2 separate regions of the Zea mays genome follow, and region 1 is linked to region 2. Evidence: chromatin contacts called from public Hi-C data. All regions are on one chromosome and are shown on one strand. Each heading gives the region's core, a stretch centred on a gene start, on an enhancer-like site or on the middle of the called end of the contact. The rest is flanking DNA. Distances are from core to core; before and after follow the strand shown. Region 1 holds the start of LOC103634469 (probable ADP-ribosylation factor GTPase-activating protein AGD6). Region 2 holds the start of LOC109939248 (trifunctional UDP-glucose 4,6-dehydratase/UDP-4-keto-6-deoxy-D-glucose 3,5-epimerase/UDP-4-keto-L-rhamnose-reductase RHM1).

Region 1 (7,169 bases), core at 1,072-3,571, 210 kb before region 2:
CCTCGATAAAGGTGTATATCCTATGCTAGACAAGTTTACTACTATATCTGATACATCTATTATTATGTTCTTCACTTATTTTCCATTATCACAAACTGAATTGACATTTCTATTTGAGAAGATAATGATCCAGTTTGGGGGTTCCCCTAATAAATTCAGTTATAGCTAGTCGATCAGATCTAAAATAGGTATAAGCTTAAATTCCATATCGCGCACCCATCCATACATAAAAATATAGTTTTCAGTAAAAGGGGAAACAACATGCATGTACATTGCCTGCGAATGCAATTCTCGGGCAAAGCAGTAATCGCAAACAAAAGTGGTAACAATAGTTCCAAATAACAATAGAAAGTAGAAGAAGAATATTCTTCGCACCTTGGAGAAATCCGCCATATCATCATTCCCTATTCCACCTTCACAAAAGAGGAAGATAGTAAGATCATCAGCTAAGGCTTACGAGGATCAGCAGAGCATGCAGATCAACAACAAAACAAACTTATAGAACACAAAGGTCGTGTGGATACAACGATAGGAAGAGGACAGCGAGGGAGAGTTGCTCCTCAGCCGCAGTGGAAGGAAGGGTATTGGATCACTGTGTACCGCTCTAGAAGAGCCTTCTTGTCTTCCTGTGTTATGAGCACATGCGTTACCTCTTGGTAAGCGGTTGATCTTCTTCATGACATACCTACGCTGGCCCCGCGAGGGAGGCAAGCAACATACAAGGAGGGATCAGAAACCGGAGCACACGTCAAGAAAGCAGAGCAGGAGGGAGTCGACGAGCATCGAAAAGGGGGAAAAATCATCACCTCTTTTGCTTGGCCTTGTGGCGAGGCAGAAGAACGTGATGCCCGGATCAACCGCTGGTTCCTCCATTTTTGCTCCGACTCCAAGCGCACAGAACACGTTGGCTTCTTCGCGACGGCCACGACGCTCTTTGGTGGAGCCAGCGGTGCCGACCAAGCCACCGCGGGGGAGGCAGAAGGATGTGGAGCCTCTTCGGCGTCGCAGGGCGCGATTACGCTCCACGATGGCAGATAACCAACTGCGCACCGCGTCGGCCTCCTCCCAACGTTCTAGGGCCCTATCGTGGTCTCGCCAGCTTGCTCTTCTTGTACGATGCGCCGATGTGGCTGGGAGGAGCGCGAGCGACACCGATGCCATGACGGCGGCTAAAATGCCAAACCCTAGACGGGGGAGGGGGGCTTGCGGGTGAATCAGGCGCCTGTTGCACGCGCCGGCGGCGTGGGAGGCTGGGGCCTATGAGGTGCGGTGGATGCGACGCTGGGGCCATTGACGAGCCGAGCGCTGACATCGCGGAGTCCGTTAAGGCAGGGTGCAAGGGGGTTGGGTGGCGCTGGTCGCAGGAGGCATTGGCGAGCGGAGCGCGTGGGAGGCGGCAGAGCGGAGTGGCAAATCGTTCGTGGGATTCACGAGATGGGGGCTGCGTGGCACGGCCATCCCGGGGGCTGGGTGGCGCAGGTCGCGGGACGCGTTGCCGTGCAGAGCGCGCGGGAGGCGGCCGAGCGGAGCGAGAGAGTGTTCGCGGGATTCGCAGCGTGATGAAAGGGCGGCTTGGCAACGACGAGGGGCCGAGGATGGGGAAATGTCGCGCCGCGATTATCGCTCTGGAATGGTGGGCGTCGGGATGCGGGTGAGGGGCAGAACCGTGGTGCACAGTGTGGTCTACATTAGGTACTTATATAGTAGTAGGATATATCCCCGTTGCAACGCACGGGTACTCACCTAGTTATTAGTGAAATTAGCTAGCTAAAAAAGAACTATCTAATTATTAACTAATTTACCAAAAATAACTATCTAGAGGCAGCAAGCCAAGCTCCTCCGATAAGTTTTCACTGTAAAGCCCACACTTGAGCTATAGAAGGGACTGAGAAACTTTCATTTTACACACAAGCACACTAGTTGTAACACGTCTCAAAGCAGTACTACGATTAGCACTACACTGGATTAGGGTGTAAGCCTATACTAGTATAAACCCCGTGTCTGTGTTCATTGCTCGGATCTCCGTGATCCATCATTTGGATTGAGTCCACTCTTGCTTCTCCATCAAACACAAATTTATTGTCCACCGGTTTCTGAAACCACAACACAATGCTTCTACACTATTTTGTATATTAGAGCGGAAACAAATCTAAACAGGTGAATTTAATTCGACCTGAACAGTGTGAAGGAGAACCCTTCGTGGGCCGCGGCCTCCTTTTAACCAGTGGAGAGCGCGTCGTATACGGGAGACCGTCCGTGCCTGGCTGGCCGCCCGCTCATCTTGGTGGCCCGACCGGCCTGACTCTCTTCTCCTTCCTGCGCGCTGGGTCCATATTGTCGGTGTCAGAAGTGGGCCCATGCTCGGTTCGGCCACGCCCCACCAGCCAGCCAGCCAGGGACCCGTCGCTGCCCTCTGGCGATGAGGGATATTACGGGTCTGCCCTGACCACCGCCCACGCGCAGCCAGGGGTAGAAACGACCGCGTCACCGTATTTGACCCCTCACCGTCCCACACCAGTGTCGGCGAGTCCCTCCTGTGCCTCGTCCTCCCCCTTTCCCCTCCGAGTCCAGCCCGGCGCCACCCACTCAGCCGCGGATCCGAGGCGCAGATCCGATCCGGCGATGGCGTCCACGGCGGCGAGGCGGCTGCGGGAGCTGCAGGCGCAGACGGGGAACAAGACCTGCGTGGACTGCGCGCAGCGGAACCCGCAGTGGGCGAGCGTCTCCTATGGGGTGTTCATGTGCCTCGAGTGCTCGGGCAAGCACCGGGGCCTCGGCGTGCACATCAGCTTCGTGCGCTCGGTCACCATGGACTCCTGGACCGAGGCGCAGCTCCGCAAGATGGAGGCCGGTGGCAACGACCGACTCAACGCCTTCCTCACAGCTCGCGGCGTTCCTAAGGAGACGCCCCACGTCGCCAAGTACAACTCCAACGCCGCAGCCGCCTACCGCGACCGCATCGCCGCGCTCGCTGAGGGAAAGCCGTGGACTGACCCGCCCGTGGTCAAGGAGACGCCCGGATCTGGCGCCCCCGCCCCCGCTAGGAAGCCGCCCGTGCACACATCTGCCGCCTCCGGCGGCGGCGGGTGGGACGACTGGGACGACGATTTTCGGCCGGACATGAGGCGGAATCAGTCGGTTGGATCGTTCGCCGCCGCGGGTGCGCAGTCAGGGAGGCAGCCGCCGAGGTCCAAATCAACACAGGACATGTACACGAGGCAGCAACTGGAGGCGTCGGCGGCAAATAAGGAGGACTTTTTCGCCAGGAGGATGGCGGAGAACGAGTCCAAGCCTGACGGGATCCCGCCATCCCAGGGCGGCAAGTACGTTGGGTTCGGATCCAGCCCACCGCCGTCGGCTAACAGGAACGGCGGTGCTGCCCAGGGCGATGTCATGCAGGTTGTCTCTCAGGTAAAAAAGATCATCTTTGTGCTATTGCTACTTATAATGGACAAATCCACTTGACACGCTATTCATCATAGATGAAGAGTATATTATATTTTCCATTGATTGGATAACAATACGTCATCAATTTGTGGAATTAAAATTACTATGGAGTAGGGGTATATGTTTGCCTACAATGGTAGGGCTCTGATCTGAATTTTATTCCTTGCTACTCTTCGGCAGTAAAAATGGAGGATTTTACAATTTGTAACTGTTGTTACATTGACATACATAAACCAATCGCTCTATCTGGGGTTCCTGACCATAAGGAATTTGTTAGTACTGTGGTCTTATCAAGTTTTAGAAGCCTATGTCATCAATTCGTGGAATTAAAATTACTATGGAGTAGGAGTATATGTTTGCCTACAATGGTAGGGCTCTGAATTTTATTCCTTGCTACTCTTCGGCAGTAAAAATGGAGGATTTTACAATTTGTAGCTGTTGTTACATTGACATACATAAACCAATCGCTCTATCTGGGGTTCCTGACCGTAATGAAAATTTGTTAGTACTGTGGTCTTATCAAGTTTTAGAAGCCTAGTGAACAGCTCAACATAGTGATGATGCTTTATTCATCTCGTTTACTGGGTAGTACAGGAACATACTGAGCTCCCTGTAACATATTTACAGAAGACCAGCACCACTTGTTCGAAATGATTAAGCAAAACAGGTTTCGATATACATGTTGGCATGTGTTTGAGCTCAGCCAGTAGCCCAGTACGTTGTAGTTTAATAGCAATTGATGCATTATTGCCCTCAGCTTACTTTGGTCATGTGAATATTTAGTTAGGTGTGGTGACTCCAGCATTATACCTTGTTTTGCAATTGTATATTGGTTTGATATAGTTGCTTACCATAAAACCTTTTTCAGGGATTTGGACGCCTTTCATTAGTTGCAGCATCTGCTGCCCAGTCTGCTGCCAGTGCTGTCCAAGTTGGCACAAAAGAAATCCAATCAAAGGTGACTGATGCTTACCTATTCTCCTGCACAACAATTGATTCCTGGGTCTAGTGTGTTGGCTATGGAGTTTGAACCCCTCTTTGGGGTTCACCGAGCTCATATAACTTTTTTTTATCTTTTCTTCTCAAACACTTCTTGTTTGAATCTTATTGCAACAACACTGCACTTTGAGACAAGGCCATGCTCAGGAATGCTTTTATATTACATTTTAGGAATGCTGCATTTTATCTGTATGCAATATTCTTCTATCAACACAAAATATCCATTCTTAGTTTTGTAACATGAACTTCATTGAACTAACTTTATCACATGTCATTGCTCCTTGATCAATAATCATAGTTGGTATTAGACTACATCATAGCATATTTATGTTGAACTTTTTTGTAACCCACGTGTTTTACATCACTGTTTTTTTCTGTCTGATGATGGTGCTTCTCTGGAATACAGATGAGGGATGGGGGCTATGACCAGAAGGTGAATGAAACTGTCAGTGTTGTTGCCAATAAAACTGCAGAGATTGGAAGCAGGACTTGGGGGATCATGAGAGGAGTTATGGCGCTGGCCTCACAAAAGGTAGAGGAATATGCCAAGGAAGGAGGAGTGGGTGGCTGGGGAGAGGATTGGCAACACAGCGAGCAGAAAAGTGAGCCTTACCAAAGGTTTGAGCATGAGACCAACGGCAACAGTTGGAATTCCTCCCAAAATTCTTCATCGAAGAACAATTCCAGTTCTTGGGACGATTGGGACGACCCAGGCAAGAAAGATGAGCCTGCGAAACCGCACCAGAGCAGTGACTCCTGGGCTGGCTGGGATGATGGGAAGGATGATGGTTTTGATAGCCCTAGTTACAACAATCACAGCACCTCCAACAAGGGGAGCAACCAAAACGGGACATCCGGTGGCACATTTTGGACAGAAGGCGGCTTCCGCTGAAACCAGTCTCTTTTCCATAGAGCTATACTTTCAGAGTTGTTACATGCCAGGAAACGTGAGGGTCCAGTGGTTGGTATTATTTGGGATACTTAAACAGTCGGGTGAAAGGGTTTGTGTGTTTTGTACCATGTCTACAACTGTTATTATATCTAGTGAGATATATTTCTGTGGTCAGATGCCATTCAACACTGCCCAAATGACTAAGAAATGTCGATTTGAAACTGTAATTTACTCGACTTTGTCGCATACTCTTTATTGGTTTTCGTTGGTTTTGTACCGGGCAGAGGCTTGCCGATATTTGCCGTGGTGGGTGTTCTGGCGACTGGTGGCAAGCTTGTATCACAGTAGTAGTTATCGGTAGGGATGAAAACGGTTTCGGAATTTTTCGGAATTCCGGAAACCGATTTCGAATTTTTTCGATCGGATTCACCGGTAACGGTATTTTTCGAAAACGAAATCGGTTTTCGGAATTTTCTATCGGAATCGGAATCGGCGTGGTGTTTTACCGACCGTTTCCATCGGTTACCGGTTTTTGTCGGAAATTACCGGATTTGTGTCTCGGAAATTTCCGGAATTATGTTTCGGAATTTTTTCGGATTTTTTTCGGAATTTTCTAGCATGTGATTTTTTCGCATCGCCTGTACATTTCTGGATAAGGATTGCTTATTTTTGTATTTTTTGGACGCTTTAAGATTTTTTTGGGGTTAGATGGTGTTGGAAGGCAATTGAGATTAACGATTTGGTCTCTCGAACGAATCCATCATTTTCTATGCACATGTTATGTATTAGTAATATATAATGATAGAGAGCCGACAATCTGTCTTTTTCACACACTAGATTTTAGGGTTTTCCTGTGAGGCTATGAAAAAACCCTTTATGTGAGGAAAAAATATTTCATGAGTAAGCATGTCATGTCAACTAAATCGAGTGGATATGGTGAATTGTGAACTTTGAGTCTGTGAACTTGTGATCTTTATGAACTTGTTATATTGTGAACTTGTGATCTTTGTAAACTTTTTATATTATAAATTTGTGATCCTTGTGAACTTGTTATATTGTGAACTTGTTATATCATGAATTGTGAACTTGTGGTATTTGTGATCTTTTGTCAATTTTGTTTTATTGTAAAGTTTGATACGTTTACCGATCGTATTTTAGATTTCGACCGTTACCGATGTATTTTCTGCACCGAACTTTCGTTTCCGATGTTTCCGAAATACCGATATCGTTTCCGTTTCCGGAGTTATCGTTTCCGATTTTGTTTCCGATAAAAAATATAAAAACGGTTATGGTTTTAGTGTTTAACGACCGTTTCCGACCGTTTTCATCCCTAATTATCGGTACCCTAAATCAGGGTACCCTCTCATGGAGTATGAAGGCATCGCACCCATGCGACGTCCCCTGGCCGCGCGGAGAACCGTGCTTGACCCCGCCGGATGGGCAGGCCAAAGGACGCCACGTGGCAGGGAAAGACACCACACCCCAGTAAGGTCGCCCCCCCACGTAAAGACACCGGACCCCTATATACGAGTCCGGAGCCTTCGGGTAAGTCCGAATCCCAGCAGGGTCCCGGAGCGAGGAGGACCCTAGTGTGTGCAGGGGTCCGGCGCTGACACGTGTGCGGGTCTCGCCTCCGCTTCCCGCTCAGGAGGAGACCCGTTGCTTGTGGCCCATGACATAAGCTACCGGGCCGACCCTAACGAAGAGTCGTGCAACCCCTGCATTTATTGAGGAAAAGACGCGCCGCCTGCCACTGCGCTGACGGGCGACGTGCCCTCTCAGCATTATATGCGTCCCGTCCCATCCGCTGGCAGGCGGCGTCAAGGTCATC
Region 2 (7,629 bases), core at 2,786-5,285:
GACGACTTTTAACACCTATCCATAGTTGCACTTCTAGATAAATTATTTTCTTGTCTATGATTTATATAGGTAAAAAATTAGAGGTCTTAAGCATTATATTTTGGGATAGAGAGAGTATTATAAAAGCCAATAGGGAAGAAAACAGCTGAAAGTCAAAACCCAGATTTTGAGACAAAATTCCAAATGGTAGGACTCAAACAAACATGCCTTAAGCAAACAATTCAGCAACTGAGAACCATATCAACGACGGGGATGATGATTGAACATGTGGCTACGCTGGGCGCTGGCTATCTTCAGTGGGATCTGGATGAACAATATCCCCAACAACAATCCAGCAACCTGCTGCATAAAATCCGGGGGATTCATTGGTAACACAGAACATATCTAAACGGAGATTATTTGATTTTGGCATACAAACACCATAAACAAATTTCAGAAGAAAAAGAGAAAGAAAAGAAAGCACATTGCAACAAATAATTAAAATGCACAACAGAACGACTTATTGTGTTGTCCATAACCACATCTCAACACATCATCCACTATATAGAACATAAGGACATCTACGTGTTCTGTTAAAATACGATGCATAAAAAAATTGACAAACATTATAGCTAATTTAATGTTTAATAGTAACTAATACCTCGATGCCCTTCTTATCCTAAATCCTCAATTAGCTGGAACCTTCCTGTTAGGCTCAAAGACATATTTGATCAAAGAATCCTTGATGGACATCAGTTGAGAGAACTCGGCCTTCAATTTCGACGCATCCATCTCATTGTTGCTTCTAGGTGCGACTATGACCTTGGATTGCTCTTCGAGTGTGAAGTTGGTCCACTTAAAATCAGGATTGATGTATTTCTTGTACATCTCCAGAATCTCATTGTGGCTGACAACGCCAGGGTTGGTGAAGTTCCATATGCCCCTGCAGTCCCGTTTTGCCATCTCAATGGAGATGGGCAGAAGCTCATCCAAAATTGTCATGCTGTTGGGAATGTTCACCACCTTGTCGTAACGAGCTATCTTTGTGATGAAGTTACGAGGATTGTTTAGATCTGATGATATAGGCATCCTGACCCTAAGAGTACAGACATTATCATACTCCTTCAACAGCTCTTCCACCTGCACCATGATGAACAGCACAGAAATTAGCTTCAGGCATAATGAAGTAAAAGAAAAATGCTTGACAAAAAAAGAACATCATCCCGAACTTACCATTGCTTTTGTTTTGGAATAAAAGGAACCCGTAAAGTTGGGTGTGTCTTCCTCTTTAAAGCCAATACCAGACCTTTCCGGGTGCTTGGCATCATACTCAAATATACAACCTGTAGCATAATTAATCATTAGCAGACCTTGCTCGCGACAGACATCAGCAAGATTCAATATGCCTACAACATTGGTGCGGATGGTGTCCTGTTTATGGGTCTCACACCAATCAACATTTGGTCTCCCAGTGACTCCGGCAGCATTAAAAACTTGAGTTGGCTTCACATTTCTAATGTCCTCCAACAGCTGAGAGCGCTCCTCCAAGCGTCCTTTCCCATATTCATATGGTATCCCTTGCTTGTCACAAATCTTCCCAAGGAGGCCACCAATCCATCCAGTCCTGCCATAGATTAAGAACTTGTACAAAGGCTTTTGAGGGGCAGCAGTGGTCCTTTTGGCACTGGTTGCAGGAGCTGTTGTGCTAGCTTCAGCTGGTGAAGAAGTCAGAGATTTGATATCCTCAGTCCAGTTATGCCTTTCAACTCCAGGAATCATCAACATCCTTGGGTGAGGGAGCAAAGCACCAGTGACATCTCCCCAGTAATCAGGATTGGTGGTGTACCACTCGATTGTCTTCTTCAAGCCCTCTTCCCATGGTGTGCGCTCTGCCCATCCCAGTCTCTTAAGCTTCTGATCATCCAAGAAGTACCTCTGGTCATTGAAGGGCCTGTTCTCAACAAACCTGATTACTTTCTCAGTATCCAAGCCAAAGAGCCTGCAAATGTCTTTGGCCACATCAATCACCCTCCTCTCCTTCACAGTACCAATATTATACACATGTCCAACCTCCCCTTTGTGAAGAACAACCTCAAAAGCTTCAGCCACATCCTCACAATATAGGTAGCTCCTGACATTGGAACCATCTCCATGAATTGGAAGAGGCAGACCTCTCATGGCCAAAAGAATGAATTTGGGAATAAGTTTCTCAGGGAACTGATTTGGCCCATACACGTTGTTGCCCCGAGTGGTTATCACAGGAAGACCATAAGATCTTCCATATGCCATCACAAGCATTTCAGCCCCAGCTTTTGTAGCTGAATACGGATTTGTTGGAAGCAGCTGTGAGGCCTCATGATTACCAACCACAGCATCTTCATCAGTTTCTCCATAGACCTCATCAGTACTGACATGAATAAACCTCCTGATCTGGCCAGTGACCTTGCAAGCCTCAAGAAGGACGTGGGTACCATATATATTGTTTTTTGTGAACTCAAATGAATTGCCAAATGAATTATCTACATGAGTCTGAGCAGCAAAGTGCATGATGGTGTCAATCGACTCTGTGACCAGAAGGTGGTTCACCAGATCAGCACTTGCAATGTCACCCTTGACAAACTTCAAATTTGGTGAAGCCCGTGAGGGGTTGAGGTTCTTTAGGCTGGAGCAGTAATCGAGCTTGTCGAGGACAACAATCTTGTAGTGCGGGTAGTTCCTAACCAGACAGTTGGTGACATGCGATGCAATAAAACCAGCAGCACCGGTGATGAGAATGTTCTTGGGCTCGTAAGTCGCCATCCTTGTCTGATAGTTCTGTGATATGTTATAATATGCTAGCAAACACAATGAGATCATGAGTACTCTCACAAGGACAAGTTGAGGAATGACATTAGAGAAAACAAAACAAAAAAGAGATCTGGTTGCCATCACAGGGGAATTATTTTAAACATGGACACAATTAAGTAATACTGTAGTAAAATGTAGTACTCGGATGATCGGATCTAATCTGGAACACTAAGAATGACCCCCACCAGAAAATACAAAATCCATATAATTCCAGATACGTGGGTACCATGCTCTTGCCTAAAAGCTTTGCATGCTACACAATTAACATTACCAGTAAGGATCATTTATTATATATATATATATATACTACAAGTAAGCATAACTGCTCGGTGAGGTAGAGCAAAAAAAAAAAAACAGACCACCCTCACGATAATATCCCAGTCCACGTAGTTCACAAAAAAAAGGCGTGCGCCCATCGTGATCCTCAAATCTAGATAACCAACTCTGCAACGCGCGAGGTAACCAATTCCATCGGCCACCCCTTCGCTGCGAGCCTAGGAATGGGTCACAATGCCGCCGGTCTGTCGGATCACTCTGCCCACCCGCAAGCGGCGATCTACGAGGATCAGATCTATCGCGCTCGACAGTCGCCACCACTGCACGAGATAATAATTCGAAAATCCGCAAAGGAACCAGATTCAATAGCAGGAACTCACGAGGAGCGGCGGCCGAGATCCAGGAAGGCCGCAGTGGAGGCAGACCCGAGCCGAGCCGGGGCGCAAGCCTGTCGCGGAGGCGAAGAACGTCCACACGCGCGTCCCGTGCGGGGGTGCCGGGGGATGGAGCGAGGGCGGGAACCAGGGCAGACGATCACGATGCCTGCTGGCTGGCTGCCGCGACGGGGAGGAGTCGAGGAGAACGAGAGGGAGGGGCCGTGCTGGCAACTCAACGCGGGGCGAGGAGGAACTCCTGGCCGCTTCGCCGCGTGCCTTCTATACTCTTTGCAGTTGCAGGCGGAGACGCGGAGTCGCGGACGCGGTGCCCGGGCTGCCCACTGCCAAGCCAGGCCCAGCTCAGTTCCTGGGAGGCACGGCACGGCACGGGAGGACCACGGACGGGACGTGACGGCAGTAGGTGGGCGGCGTCTCTCTCCCTTCTCGCGCCACGTGGATGGCGCCGGGATGGGGAGGGATGGATGGTTCGTGGTTGGACGGGGACAGGGACAAGGACGAGAGTTAGTTGCTACCCGGCGGGCGATAGCGCCCAGCACGAGGCTGGTGCCAACGCAGGCTATATAGTGAGGGCGATAGCGTCTAGCAGGAGGCGAGAGCGGGGCTGGAGGCGGACGAGAGCGACCCGGCGGGCACTACTGCCACCGCCCGGCGATAGGCAGGCGAGAGCGGGGCGACGCGTTGGCGATGGCGTCTTCGCGGGCGAGAGCGAGGGACGACAGTAAGGTGGCGGCTTCTGATTGGTCCACGTGTGCTATAGCCTGAGGCTGTAGCCTGCTGTAGCCTGTGCACAAGAGCAGCAGGAGCGAGAGTGGAGGCGAGAGCTGACGTGACAGGGGCGAGAGAAAGGCTGTGCACTGTACTCAGCCTTACGTAGTACTTCCTTCGTCCATGAATATTTGTGGATACAGTATTCGTGTCGGCTAAATAAGATTTATATAATATATTAGCAATATTTATATATTCGAATAATTTACTATAAAAAGAGATTTAAATATCTAACTAATGGTACTAATTATGTATTATAAATATTATTATATAAATATGGTTAAAGTTAAAATGGTTGACTAAAGTAAGAACGAGAAATATTTATAAACGGAGTACTTGTTTAAAATGAATTCTTTATAATAATATTGATAGAATATATATTTTTAGGATAGCACTTACAAATGAACAACTACAAAACAGTATTTCACCTTATTTTTTATTTTCTTTTTTTCTACCGAAAAGGTGGCATGACTCACTTTATTTATTTTTTTCATCTACAGCCAGACAGGCATGATCTCATCCATGTATTATTTCAAGGCAGGCTCAGCGCTCAAGTATATGTGCGAGTACTATAGCTGTGCCTGTGTTCACGAGGGCAGTGATGGTCTACTATATCGCAAAGAATAAAGCGTATTTCCGATCTCTTAATTTGCGTGGGTGTTAACTTGATCTATAAACTTTTAAAGTGTGTCTAGACTGGATTTCTTTTGGGTCTTTCAAACGGGTAGTTGTGTCCAGACTGGGCCCACATGTCATGGACGGAGGCGTTTTTGTCGATCGAGGTAAAGAAGGTTCTGTTCTGTGTGTTTCTACGCCTGCACTTTCCCGGAAGCTCTTCTGCTGCTCGTGGCATCTCGTTGGAGAAGCACCGAAACAAAGCTCTTCTTGTTGGAAAAGCGCCGAACCAGACTAGATTGTGATTCTGTAGCTTCTCGCTCGTTGGAAAAGCCTCCGAAACCAGACTAGACTGTGGTTTATAGTAGTACTCCATTTTACAGAATTTGAGAGAGACAACGACACCTTGCCATGGCCAGTCCATTACAATCACAAATCTGCAGCGCAGCTGGCGTCATCTCAGTCTTAGACGGCAAAGCAAAAGGAAGGAACAAAAAACTCAAAATGGAATAAACATTTCTATAATCGACTCAGGGAGTACATATAGGCTACAAACACAAGAACCACAACATCTGCGTGCGTAGGCAGAGACTCAAAAGGCCAGCCCTGTATGAAAATTCTAATGATACAATCCTTCAAGGTGATCGACGAAGGTATATTCCGTTTATTGGAACTCAAATTCCGTAATGAAATGTGGCCACGAATAATGACAAGCCAACTATGAGTATGCTCCCCCGTGGATATTCTTCGCCCACCGCAGGGGTGTTTGAATGCACTATAACTAATAGTTAGTTAGCTAATAAGTTGCTAGCAAAAATAGTTGGCTAATTATTAGCTGCTAACTATTAGTTTGGTGCTGTTTGGATTATAGCTAAAAGGTTTCAGGTTAGCCGAAGCAGTCCTTTGTCAGTTGTACGCCTGTACATCCGTTCAATAGATTTCAACCATTTTTTATCTAATCAATATTCAATTTCAGCTTTACAACCGTTCATTTCAACTGCCCATCTCAACCTCATCTTTTTTCAAACAAAAAACAGTCATTCTGAAAATGTACATCTGTTTATAAAAATGTAGAGAAACTTGTCTCATAGCAATACAAACTGAACTACTTTGTCAACACAAATAGTATCTCCAACTTGTCACCCTCTCATGATGAACAACGCATTTGCAATGTTGTCACGGAAAGCGTTCATGCCTTGTTCTTCATCACCATCTTCTTCAAACAAATTGTTGCTCTGAATCGATATATAGTTCTCATCATTGTCACACATTTCAAAATCCGCGTCCGCCATAGCACTTTCTCTAATGAAATTATGAAGGGTCATGCACGCAAGTATAATCTTTGTTTGCTTTACCATTGGATATGATGGTAAGTGTAACAAGATCCTCCATTTCATCTTCAACACGCCAAACGAACGCTCGATGACGTTGCGAAGAGATGAGTGACAAAAATTGAATAACTCCTTCCCACTTGGTCTAGGGCCTTGTCGAAACTCTGGTACATGATACTTAGTTCCTTTGTAAGGAGCTAGGTAACCATCACGGTTAGGGTACCTCGAGTCAACAAGATAAAATTTTCCTACAAAAAGTTAGACCATTAGAAAATGATAAAGCCATGACCATAAAATAACTTTGTAGTATATATATTTACCAGGAGGAGGATGAGGAAATTTGTCACCATATTTGCGCAGAGCATCATTAAACACTCTCATATCATGAACTGACCCTGGCCATCCGGCGACCACAAAGGTAAACCTCATATCGAAGTCACATATGGCCAATACATTCTGAGTTGTATACCCATGACGCCCTGTATGTTGCAGCACCTTTGATGATGGGACAACAACACGCACATGTGTCCCATCTATAGCTCCAATACATTTATCAAAATGCGGTGAAAATTGGGGAGCTTGTACTCTTGGGTGCACAGTAGAAAATTCTGGATCTTTTGGTTTAATGATATGAGCAGACATCTTATAAACACAATGTAACACTTCTTCAAATTTTCTACTAATCGTCTCTTTTGACCTCTCAAAACGATTGGCAACTTGTCTAATTGATTGTGGAGCACCAATGATCCACAAAAACATGGCTAAAGCTTCTATGGAACTCATCTGACATGTTGACCGCAATCCATATGTTGATGCAAGGACATCATGAAGACTTTCAAATATATGCTTACTCATTCTAAACATATTAAAGCACTCTCTAGGATCATTAAGTGTCCTCACTACCCAATCATATCCAGTGACTTGAGGTTCCCTACGACTTCTTTTATTAAAGAAGGTAGCATCATAGTACATACCAAATGTAGACATGAAGGCACCATATTGTTCCATCATCTCAAGTTCACCAAGAGCCACCTCAACTATGTCATCTGTCTCATCCTCATCATTTGGGAAAAAATCAATCTACATAGACAATAATAAGAGATCAACAAACTTAATCATTCAAGGCACATACATATGATTTGAAACACATAGAAGATTCATAAAAGGTTCATGATAGTAGGTTTATGACAGCAGTACATAAAAGGTTTGTGACAGCAGACACACATAGAATGTTCACGACATCAATACATAAAAGGTCCATGACAGTAGATAGGCAGACACACTCATGACAACTACCAACTCAAGACAACCCATAGTCCTGACAATTTCTCTTTAACCAAGACAATCTTCCTTCATTTGATTCAAAAGTAAAGAACATATCTCGGTTTTCAGCTTTCACGAACAATTTTGTAGCCATG

The links. Hi-C and Micro-C count contacts between places; a contact is called where the count stands out from the background.
Region 1: a Hi-C map of ear shows a contact between it and region 2, with 2.1 times the contacts expected there. The contact joins the promoter of LOC103634469 here to the promoter of LOC109939248 in region 2.

Annotation. Positions count from the first base shown.
Region 1 is chr1:41,625,372-41,632,540 of Zm-B73-REFERENCE-NAM-5.0, reverse strand. It overlaps LOC103634469 (probable ADP-ribosylation factor GTPase-activating protein AGD6), which reads left to right and starts at 2,321. Exons shown (of 3, transcript XM_008656039.3): 1 at 2,321-3,411; 2 at 4,316-4,405; 3 at 4,853-5,586. The coding sequence starts at 2,623. The coding sequence ends at 5,338.
Region 2 is chr1:41,416,145-41,423,773 of Zm-B73-REFERENCE-NAM-5.0, reverse strand. LOC109939248 (trifunctional UDP-glucose 4,6-dehydratase/UDP-4-keto-6-deoxy-D-glucose 3,5-epimerase/UDP-4-keto-L-rhamnose-reductase RHM1) reads right to left here and starts at 4,035. Exons shown (of 4, transcript XM_020546030.3): 1 at 3,483-4,035; 2 at 1,213-2,813; 3 at 641-1,119; 4 at 101-339. The coding sequence starts at 2,778. The coding sequence ends at 667. It also overlaps a transcript of LOC100191862 not described here.